Linked DNA regions of Mus musculus: region 1 is linked to region 2. A link is a contact called in public ChIA-PET data. All regions are on one chromosome and are shown on one strand. The core of a region is the stretch at or near the end of the contact, and the rest is flanking DNA. Distances in the headings are between cores, read along the strand shown. Region 1 overlaps Baz2b (bromodomain adjacent to zinc finger domain, 2B). Region 2 overlaps Tanc1 (tetratricopeptide repeat, ankyrin repeat and coiled-coil containing 1).

Region 1 (4,903 bases), core at 1,579-4,078, 390 kb after region 2:
ATTAAAAAAAAAAAGAAGCTGCTAGCAGGTCATGAAAATATTAGGAAAATTTCAGTGAGTAAAAAAACCAATGATTTGATAAAAACTAAAATACTTATGTGCTAACAATCTTATTTTGATACAAAGTGAAATAGAGAAGGAACATAAATAGCATGTAGAATTGTCGCCTTGACAAAGTAAATACATTTATTGATGTGATGGTATATAAAAATATTTACAGTCAGGCACTGGTGGCGCACGCGTTTAGTCCCAGCACGTAGGAAGCAGAAGCAGGCAGATCTCAGAGTTCGAGGCCAGCCTGGTCTCAGAGTGAGTTCCAGGACAGCCAGGGCTACATAGAAAAACCCTGTGTTGAAAAATCATTCATATATATGTGTGTGTGTGTGTGTGTGTGTGTGTGTGTGTGTGTGTGTGTGTGTGAGATAATGTATTAAGAAAACAAGAATTGACTGAAAACACTTAAGTTGAGGAGAGTTCTCCAAAATGGTCACAGTGGCTTCTCAGAGCAATGAGATTTTGTGCATCCCATTTCTTTGTATATTCTTTTTTTTTTTAAAGATTTATTTATTTATATGTAAGTACACTGTAGCTGTCTTCAGACACACCAGAAGAGGGCGTCAGATCTCGTTACGGATGGTTGTGAGCCACCATGTGGTTGCTGGGACTTGAACACTGGACCTTTGGAAGAGCAGTCGGGTACTCTTACCCACTGAGCCATCACACCAGCCCTTCTTCGTATATTCTTACGCTGTAGGTCTACTCCAGTTTTATATTAAAAATATTGCTTGTGCATTACAGGCGATAACTTTCTATATCTTAAGGGAGAAATGTAATGTTTTTATTTGATTGTTTTTTAATGTAGCACAGGAAAATGTGATGATGACCAGATAAAATGTGTTCTTAAAGGGACTTTAACAGGACAGCTCAACCACACATCCAACAGTGCCTCCTGGTTGGCCAGTGGGTAGCACTTGGTGGGGACAGTCGCTCAGAATAGTGCAAAAGTACATAAATGATCATCAGCTCTAGAGCTTTCTTCTCAATCCCCGTTAACAAAGAGAATCACAAAATGACAAGGACATTTAACAATTTCCCACTAAAGGACCAGATGTATTTTGAAAAGCAGCTCATTCATGTTGTTGGCCGGCACTATCATTGTTTAATAATCAACAGCAGAGTGCCGAGACAATTTCCTCCCGGCTTACGTTTAAACTTTCCTCTAGTAATGAATGGACGTCTTGGCCTACCACAGCATCTGTTTGTTTGTTTGTGTGTTTGTTTGTTTTTCTGGGCAGGGTTCCTCTGCATAACCCTGGCTATCCTGTAATCCCAGTGCCTCCTCTGGGATTAAAGGCTCAGACCACCACCTCAAGGCCCTACCATACATTCGTAATTCTTGATTCTCACATAAGTTATCCAGAACAAATTAAAAATGGCATAGGTAAGAAACACAAACACATATGCGTACACATGGAACTTGTGTGTGCGCGCTCACACATACAGAGAGAGAGAGAGAGAGAGACTCAGTGAATTATTCAATAGTATTAAGAAACTTGAAGAGACATCAGTAAAAAATGAGAATACACATTTATCAGCAAAGACTTGAGGGCATATGGGTGAATAGCAGGTTCCAACTTTCTCAGTAATCGTCTTGGATGGAGAGGTTGGAGGACACAGAGCTGATATCTTAAGGTATAGACAGAATGGCTGCAGAATTTACATTTTTCGCTAAACACATAAACCTGATGATACAAGAACCCGAGAAAACTTGAGGCTGAATAAATTCATAGAAAAGCTGAACTCTAGACAGAAATAAGGAATTTTCAATGAAATGTACACCTTTCATCAAATGGATTCAAGCTTCACCATTCAGGAAAAGCTACTACTTTGGGGAGAGAACCAGAAAAATAATCTGTTTTGTTTTGTTTTGCTTTTTCCTAGACAGTAAGGTAAGAGCTTCAATTAAACTACTGGTTTTTCCTTGTTTTGCTTTTTAGGGCAGAGTATGATTCTTAACTTTTCCCGAAGTTTCATAAATACTAGGGATTAATATGGAGCAAAAACCCTTTTTCTTAGTTCTTTTTGTGAATATTACACATTTACTTATTGCTAAGCTCCATAGCTGAAAAGAGTGAATCAAAACAGATAAAACTTTAAAATGAGACCTGTAAGGTAGTCAAATCTCTCCCTTGTCACACTTTCTAGTTTAAGCCTTAGGGTAAGCAGACTATTTCGCAGGAAAGTTTATACCACAGTAGTCGAAAAATAGCGGCAGAATCCGTTCACACACTAAAGTTTACTAATGTGGATGCGTCTGATCTAAGCACAACCAAACCTTACCAAAATGAATCAAATTCTCTCCATCTACTGCAGCCATCTGGTGCTGTCAGTATCACGTCACTCTCTCCAGTTTTGTTCTTGCCTGACTGGTCATCTCACACCCCTCTTCTCCTCATCTTTGGTACAGACTCGTTGTGATGGTACAACCTTACTCCTCCCCATAGTCACGAAAGAACCACAAGCTTCTTGGGCTGGGGCTCTTGTGATTTTCCTTTCCACACTGCAGGGCACTGAGCCCAGGGCCAAGTGCACGCTGAACTCACTAAGTTATGCCCTCAGCTTCTCAAAACTGCGTATTCTCCAAGCAGACTACGACCACAGCTGGAGTCACCTACCAGCTCATTCACTCCATTCCCAAAACCTTACCTTAAGCCCTATTGCATTGGCCTGTGTTCCCTCCCCTGCCTTACACCCACACGTCAGATTCTTCACTGTCCCTCAAAACTCAGCGTTTATCTGACTACCCAAGAGGAAGGTCTCTGTGCCCACATCCTCGGTACAGTGACAACAGAAAACAGGAAGAAGTCAGTTCCCCAACCGTCACTGCACTGGGCATGTTTTATCTGACTACAATCATGAACTTGGATAAATATGTCTAACAATCTGGACCCTTATATGAGTAGAGCTGGGTTTGTAATGCTATAGAACATCCTGACTAAACCTAACTCAGGGAGTCAAGGGTTTATTTTGCCTTACAAATCTAGATCACAGTCTATCATTGAGGGGAGTCAGAACAGGAACTCAAGGCAGGAACTGAAGCAGAGGCCTTGGAGGACTGCTTTCTTCTAGCATTCACCCCCTGAACTGCTCAGCCTGCTTCTTAGACCACACAAGACCACCTGACCAGGGGTAGCACAGCCCCAAGTGGAATGGGTCCACACACATCAACCATTAATCAAATAAAACAAAACAAAAAACAAAGGGGCAGAACTCGCACAATCTTACCCACAAGGCACTCTAGTAGGCGCATTTTCTCAACTGAAGGCCAATCTATCGGAGGCAACTGTCCTCCAACTGAGGCTCCCTCCTTGCAGATGTCTCTAGTTTATGTCAAGGTGACACAAAAAGTAGCCAGTACATGTCTTATATTCTTGGGAACATCTTAGGTGTGTGTACTCTTATTTATGCATCTTAAACTAATATTGTACTTGAGTAGAAAAGAGGAAGTGAGCTATTTTCTGTTTCTTGACTACAAGCACACTGCTTCAAGCTCCTCCCCCTAGGTTCCCCACACACCATGGATCCTTCTCCTTTCTCTCTCTTCTTCTAAGATTTATGTATTGTATTTATATGAGTACACTGTAGCTGTTTTCAGACACACCAGAAGAGGGCATCAGATCCCATTACAGATGATTGGGGGCCACCATGTGGTTGCTGGGAATTGAACTCAGGACCTCTGGAAGAGCAGTCTGTGCTCTTAACTGCTGAGCCATTTCTCCAGCCCCTCTTTTCTCTCTTAAGTGACTCTAGTCAAGGTAATTTATTATAGCAAAAAAAAAAAAGTAGCCAAGATCTACTGTAACATCTGCTGCTGCTGTTATTATTAAGATGTAAAATCCTGACAGGGGAATTGGTATTCTCTCAAGTCTATGCTAGAATGGCCACACGTTGTACAAGGAAAATGAGTAAATAAAAGTAACTATAGCATTTTTAATAACACCACACCAACACTTTCAGTTCAAACTCACAAAACAAACTTTTATTTTTATAACTACAGTCCTTATTTTTAATTTGCCAAAAATCTCAGTTCAGACACACACACACACACACACACACACACACACACACACACACAGTTCTTGATACTTTTTAGAAGTCAATCCATTACCACCTGTTAATCTTACAATCAGCAACCAACAGCTTCAGAATAAGTACAGCTACATTAACACAGTAAACACAGTGCTTTTGACCCTCAGAATATATATGAATGTGAGTACACTGTTGGTCCCTTCAGACACACCAGAAGAGGGCATTGCATCCCATTACAGATGGTTATAAAACACCATGTGGTTGCTGGGAATTGAACTCAGGACCTCTGGAAGAGCAGTCAGCGCTCTTAACCACTGAGCCATCTCTCCAGCCCAGAATATATTCTTTTAGGATGTTAAAAAAAAAAAAAATCACACTATAACATCCAGAAATTATTTGAAATAATTCTCTCTGTGGCTATGCCTTCAACTCTACTTAAAAGCACATCCCTTTGTTACAATTAACTGCAATATTTAAGGATGGAACTCAACAGGACAGCAAATATTTTTAATAACACAAATCAGTGTGCCCAAAATAACACATAATGGTGGAGGTGTGGCTTGGCTGGTAGAATACTTACCTTGTATACACTGAGTTCTGGATTGGATCTGGTCAAGATATAAACCAGGTGTGGCGGCTGATAACCTCAGCACTTTCGAGACAGAGGCAGGAGGATCACCGTTCCAGTCACTTTCAATATACAGCTCAAGGTCAGGCTAGGCAACACCACACTCCGCCCTCTCAGGAAACAAAAGACCATCAATGCGTACAGCTAGGCGTGGTGGCTCCTACACATGAGCTCAACACTTGGGAG
Region 2 (5,159 bases), core at 846-3,345:
CCTTAGAGACAAGGTGTCTTGTTAAAAAGACATCTGGTGGGGTCAGCTCTTCTGTGGCTCATCTCCACGTCTTATGTCCCTGGCTTCTGATCTAGCTTCTGGGAGAATACTCAGTAGGACCAAGGGGACTTACATAGATAGCTTCGTACCCAGGAGTTATCATTCTCTGAGGATGAACTCAGAACCCCAGTGACACCTGAATTCTGCTACACTTTCCTCCTATTAAAAGTTCTCCTATGATATTTTCCTTTCTGAATCTTTTGTTTTAAGCCCTCTTCCACCGACCGGCTTCATAGTCTGGAAGTCAGGCCAGGAGGAAGAGAGAGGTCATGTCTAGGAGGATGGAGACTGGGTACTGAGCCAGTGGAATTTATATATAGATAGTTCATCTTCCTCAGCCTCCATTGCTTCCTCCAGCCTCAGCCAGTCTCACAAGTAGAATGTTTATGCATTTTCAAAGGTACATATCCGCAAAGGTGCTGCCTTGTCATGCCGGTCGGTCGTTGATGTGGTTTGCCTAGTTAGGGTTACTACTGCTATAATGAAAGACCATGACCAAAAGCAAGTTGGCGAGGAAAGGGTTTGTTAGGCTTCTGCGGCCACATTGCAGTACATTACTGAAGGAAGTCAGGAGAGGGACATGGAGGCAGGAGATCATGTACTGGCCATGGAGGAGCGCTGCTTACTGACTTACATTGACCGTTTTCTTTCTTACAGTACTCAGGGCCACCAACCAGCCCAGGGGTATCCCCACACACATTGGGTTGGGCCCACTCCACCAATCACTAATTAAGAAAATGCCCAATAGGCTTGTCTGCTTACAGCCAGAGTCATTTTCTTCTAGAGGTGTTTTCTCAATTGAGACTCTCTCCTCTCCAATGAAAATAGCTTGTGTCAAGTTGACATACAGTTAGCCAGCACATGTTTCATATATGTCATAGCTGGATAGGACTGTGGGCTGCCTCCCTGCCTTGGAAGCTTGAATAGAACAGTACCTTTTGTACCGTGAAAAGAGGGAGGAGGCTTTCCTGTCAGTTCCAGCTTAGCAGCAGCCTCAAGGCCTGAACTGTGTGTTGTCTGCAACAATAGGGACTTATGTTCCACCCCTGGGGACAGCCAGTACAATAGCAGTAGCACCAATAGCAGTAGCCTATACTGTTTTGGGAGTCTCTTGGACAATGCTGACCAACAACTCAAAAGAGGACTTCTCATGCCTGGGGTGGAGGTTTTTGTTAGATGGTCTTTGGCTCTTGTAGCCAACAAGTAGTTTTTGAGGGCTACCATGCCCTTTTGAGGTACAGGCCTATGTCTCTGTCTGAGACAGTAGAGCATACACAGCTCCTCGGGGGACGTTCGTGACCAGGAGCTAGTGCATCTGGAGGAAGGAGGAAGAGGAGGCGGAGGAAGAGGAGGTGTTGGTTCTGGGCTGGCATCAGGGAGCAGAGGGAGGAGATGCAGCCTGGGTAGGGTTCTGCCAGGTGGGAGGGTGTGCGTTCTGGATGAAGGGAGCACAATGAACAGAGGCTGGGAGGCATGCAAACAAGTCATGCTTGGGTTGTTCAAGAGCAGACGGTGCCTGGCATTTGGTAGAGTAGGATGGAAGGAGAGAGCCAGATTGCAGAGGCATTGCATGCCAGACCAAGAAGTGTGGACTTGCTCCCGAGAGCAAGTGATAGCTGTCAAAGGCCTTTCCGCTGGGAGATGATGTAATCAGATCTGTGTTTTGGACCAAAGCCTTGGCAGCGGTGGTATGGAGGACAGGAGACTGGCGTGGGGACAGATGGGTGGCAGGGCGCTCGCTCTGTTGGGCTTTTGAAGTAGACCAGCTGAGAGATGACAGGTAGGGCAGGAAGAGAACTGAGGCTGCTGAGTACCCTTGAGTGTACACTAAAGACACAGCTCATGGCGTTTTCATGAAGGGAAACAGACCCAAGGTCACTGGGGTCTTCTTAGAACAGGCTGTCCAAGAACACTCTTAACAAACTGAGTTTTCAAGATGCAACTTGCCTTTCTCAGAAGTTCATGAACTGGGCAGCATGGAGTCCACAGAGCAGACAGGAACTCAGAGAACGGCAGGGCGGGGCAGAAGAGTCAGCAGGGATGGTGACAAGTAGGCAGACGGCAGTGCTGTGCAGAGGACAGGTTAGGGCCAGGCTGAACCCTTCATTCGTATGACCGTGTTTGTTGCGGGTGATATGGCTGTGAGTCTTATGTTACTGGAAAACTGTCCATTCGGGAATTTGAAGAAATACCTTCTCTCTTGTGATTCTTAGAAAGCTTAGACTTCAAGAGGACACGGTTTATTCTTCTTTCTTGCTTACTTTTCCTTAAACACCCTGTTAAGAAATCCTGCCCTGTGACAGGGTCTCACTGAAGTTGGAGCCTGTGGATTTGGCTAGGCTGGAGGCCAGTAAGCTTCTGTGAGCCATCTCTGTCTCCCCCAGGCCTTAACTGACTGACTGAGCCATCTCCCAGCCTTGATTTCAGGAACTTTTGATAGCTTATTAAACCATATGGTGTTGATCTTTGGTTTAAAAAAAAAATCACCTAGGAAAATGATTTATTTTTAGTATCTCGTGTGCATTTATATGGAATTTTGCCAAGGTTGCTCTTTTTAAAAGTCATTTGGATTAGCATTCAAAAGTGGCAAGCCCTGGAAATTAGTCTTTGCCTTGGCTTTTCAATGGACTTCCAGAAAGAGATTTCTAGGAAATTAGCTTCCTGGTTTTCTTGCTTACACAAAAGAGGTTGAGGGCCGGATGTTGGTGGCACAGGCCTTGAATTCTAGCCCTTGGGAGACAGAGAAGTAAGTGGATCTGTGTGTTTGAGGCCATCCTGGTCTACATAGTACATTTTAGGCCTGCTAGGGCTACACTGTGAGTCCACGTCTTAGAAAAAAAAGTCAGAGGAGTTTCGGAATCTTGGTGAGTAGAGAGAATGAATGAGGAATGTTAGATATTCTGGGGTTGTTAAATTGCCCAGGAATGGCCTAGGTTGTTCCTGATTAAACTCAGAGTCTGGGTGTGAAGCTCAATGGGAGACTGGAGAGTGCTTGTCTCCCATGATAAAAAGGCCCTGGATTTGGTTCCCTATCACAAGTCACCGGTTTCAGTCTCCTCCACATCCCCCAAAGTAACAGAAAGTACCTGTTTGAAATCTGAGTGTTAAAGTCAAGCCACCACTTAGTATATGTTGGCGTGTGTCTAGTGCCATCCAGTCCCTGCCCTCTTTGTCATGTGCAGCTCTGCCAAGTTGAGGTTTTGAAGCCAGGCGACTGTGGTAAGGCTCCAACCCAGTGCCCTGGTCCCAGTGACCTGAGTGGGTTGCACAGCTGCCTGGAGCATGCTCTCTGGGGACCTGGGGTGTGGCTACTTCTGAAGGTTGTTTCCGGAATGGAGTGTGGTGAAGTCCTAGACTTCAGGTTAATGGTGGGAGGTGGCTGAGCTTGAATATCTGCCCTGGGACACTGGGGGCCTGTTACTATGCCTGCAGTGGGTATCGTGCTGACTGTGTGCTGCTTTTCCTTGTCTGCCTCCTGGGACTCTCCAGAGTTGGGAGGAAATCTCTGAGTTGGGTGTGGCTCTGGCTGCATGGAATAGAAGGTGGGTTTGGATTTTTTTGGTTTTTGTCTTTTGTCAGAGTCTGGCTGCTCACAGTAGTTTTTGCTTCTTTGGTTCTCGTAGCCAGCAAGCTTTGCGTTAATTCTCGCAGATCAGATTAGTTTCTTGTTCATGATTCTTGTGTTGGGGAGAGAGATGAGCCTTCTCTGCCCACTTTGGGTAAATGCCATTACTACTTTGTGTCTCCTTGACTGGACTTCTCAGCTCCTAGCTCCTTGACCCTCACCTCCACCCCTGTGATACTCATTTTGTGTTCTTAGCCCTATCTGTTTCTGTCACGGGCTCCCCAGTGATTATTTGCAGGGATTGCTCTGTCTCTGCAGAAGGGATCAACTTGTAACTCCCTATGGGTTTTGGTTCAAAGGTCCGTGGTGGTGAGGAGTGAGGGCCTAGAGATGCTGTGCAGTTAGGCTGTGGGGAGACAGATTTGGGACATGGGGAAAGCTAACAGGTAGGATTAAGCTGGGCTACCGTGGCTGCTTAAGATGGTGTGCCCTTTGGATTTTCCGTAGCCCTCCCCAAAGCCCTTACTTGGGGATTCTAAAGCATGGTTGTGGGGTGGGGGCTGGTTACAAAATTTGTTCCTAAGATGCTGTCTGTTTCGCTGCCATTTCTAGATGGTTTTGGACTGACAGTTGGGCGTGAGGAGCACAGTGTCCTTAGGTTGCCCAGAGTTGTGCGCTCATCCTTACCTTCAGAACCTTAGAGTCAGAGCTCCAAAATACCCAAGAGAACAGTAAAACTTAAGGAGTAATGATTGTGGAGTTATGTAGAGAGAGACTTGGCTTCAGGTTTCCTCATCTGCTTAATGGCCTGGCAGATGTTTCTTAATATTAGAGTCTCAGTTTCTCCGTGTAGAAGGGGGGTGTCATTGAACTCATGAGAGGTAATATTTACACAGGACACCTGGAATAGGGTGTGCTCTTGTACAATCAACAGCATTGAGTTGAGTGAAAGTCTGGGAGCTACGAGGATGAAGATGTGGTCTGTGTTTTGGAAGAGCAGTGCATCTGTGGGCAGGGCTGACAGAGCAAGCAGGAGCTTAGGTGCCAGGACCTACTCTGAGGAGCAGAGTACGGGAGAGGCTCCTCTCGCCAGGGCTTGCCAATTCTTTGAAACTTTTCAAGACAAGTTTGTGCCTAAGCCATCTTTGGAAAGACTAAGAACTGAGTTTGTTTCTCTGTTGCTGTGATAAACACCATGACTAAAAGCAGCTTGAGGGGGAAAGGGCTTATTTCATTTTACAGGTTACAGCCACCGTGGAGGGAAGCCAAAGCCGAGAACACAGGGCAGGAACTTGAATCTGAAACCACAGAGGAAGGGTGCTTACTGGCACGTCGCCAGGTCCCCTTCAGCTGCTTTATAAAAAAAAAAATGGTGTTAGCATCCTTTCTTCCTAACTGAGAACACCTTTCACACAAAGCCTTGATCTCATACTAACACACCTGGCGTGGGGATTGTTCTGTAGGGGTCAGAGGACAAGGATGCAGCCAAGCTTTCCTGATGGTGATGCTTTAACTGCAGGTTACAGGAGCCACA

The links. ChIA-PET counts read pairs in DNA pulled down with a chosen protein or histone mark.
Region 1: a contact with region 2 is called in an RNA polymerase II ChIA-PET map of memory CD8 T cells, with 27 read pairs. The contact joins two enhancer-like sites. A contact is called at or near these places in 2 of 115 datasets of contacts at active chromatin or transcription factors (embryonic stem cells and memory CD8 T cells) and 1 of 9 other capture datasets (pancreatic islet).

The regions. Positions count from the first base shown.
Region 1 is chr2:60,016,508-60,021,410 of GRCm38.p6, forward strand. The region is part of intron 2 of Baz2b (bromodomain adjacent to zinc finger domain, 2B); the gene reads right to left. Among named protein-coding and RNA genes, the nearest start is that of Gm13572, 18 kb to the right of the region's middle. Within about 2 kb of position 2,829, at least 140 of the 459 cell types and tissues checked have an H3K27ac peak or open chromatin away from gene starts, as enhancers often do. A contact at or near this core is called in memory CD8 T cells, where this site is marked.
Region 2 is chr2:59,626,661-59,631,819 of GRCm38.p6, forward strand. The region is part of intron 1 of Tanc1 (tetratricopeptide repeat, ankyrin repeat and coiled-coil containing 1); the gene reads left to right. Among named protein-coding and RNA genes, the nearest start is that of Tanc1, 17 kb to the left of the region's middle. Within about 2 kb of position 2,096, at least 108 of the 459 cell types and tissues checked have an H3K27ac peak or open chromatin away from gene starts, as enhancers often do. A contact at or near this core is called in memory CD8 T cells, where this site is marked.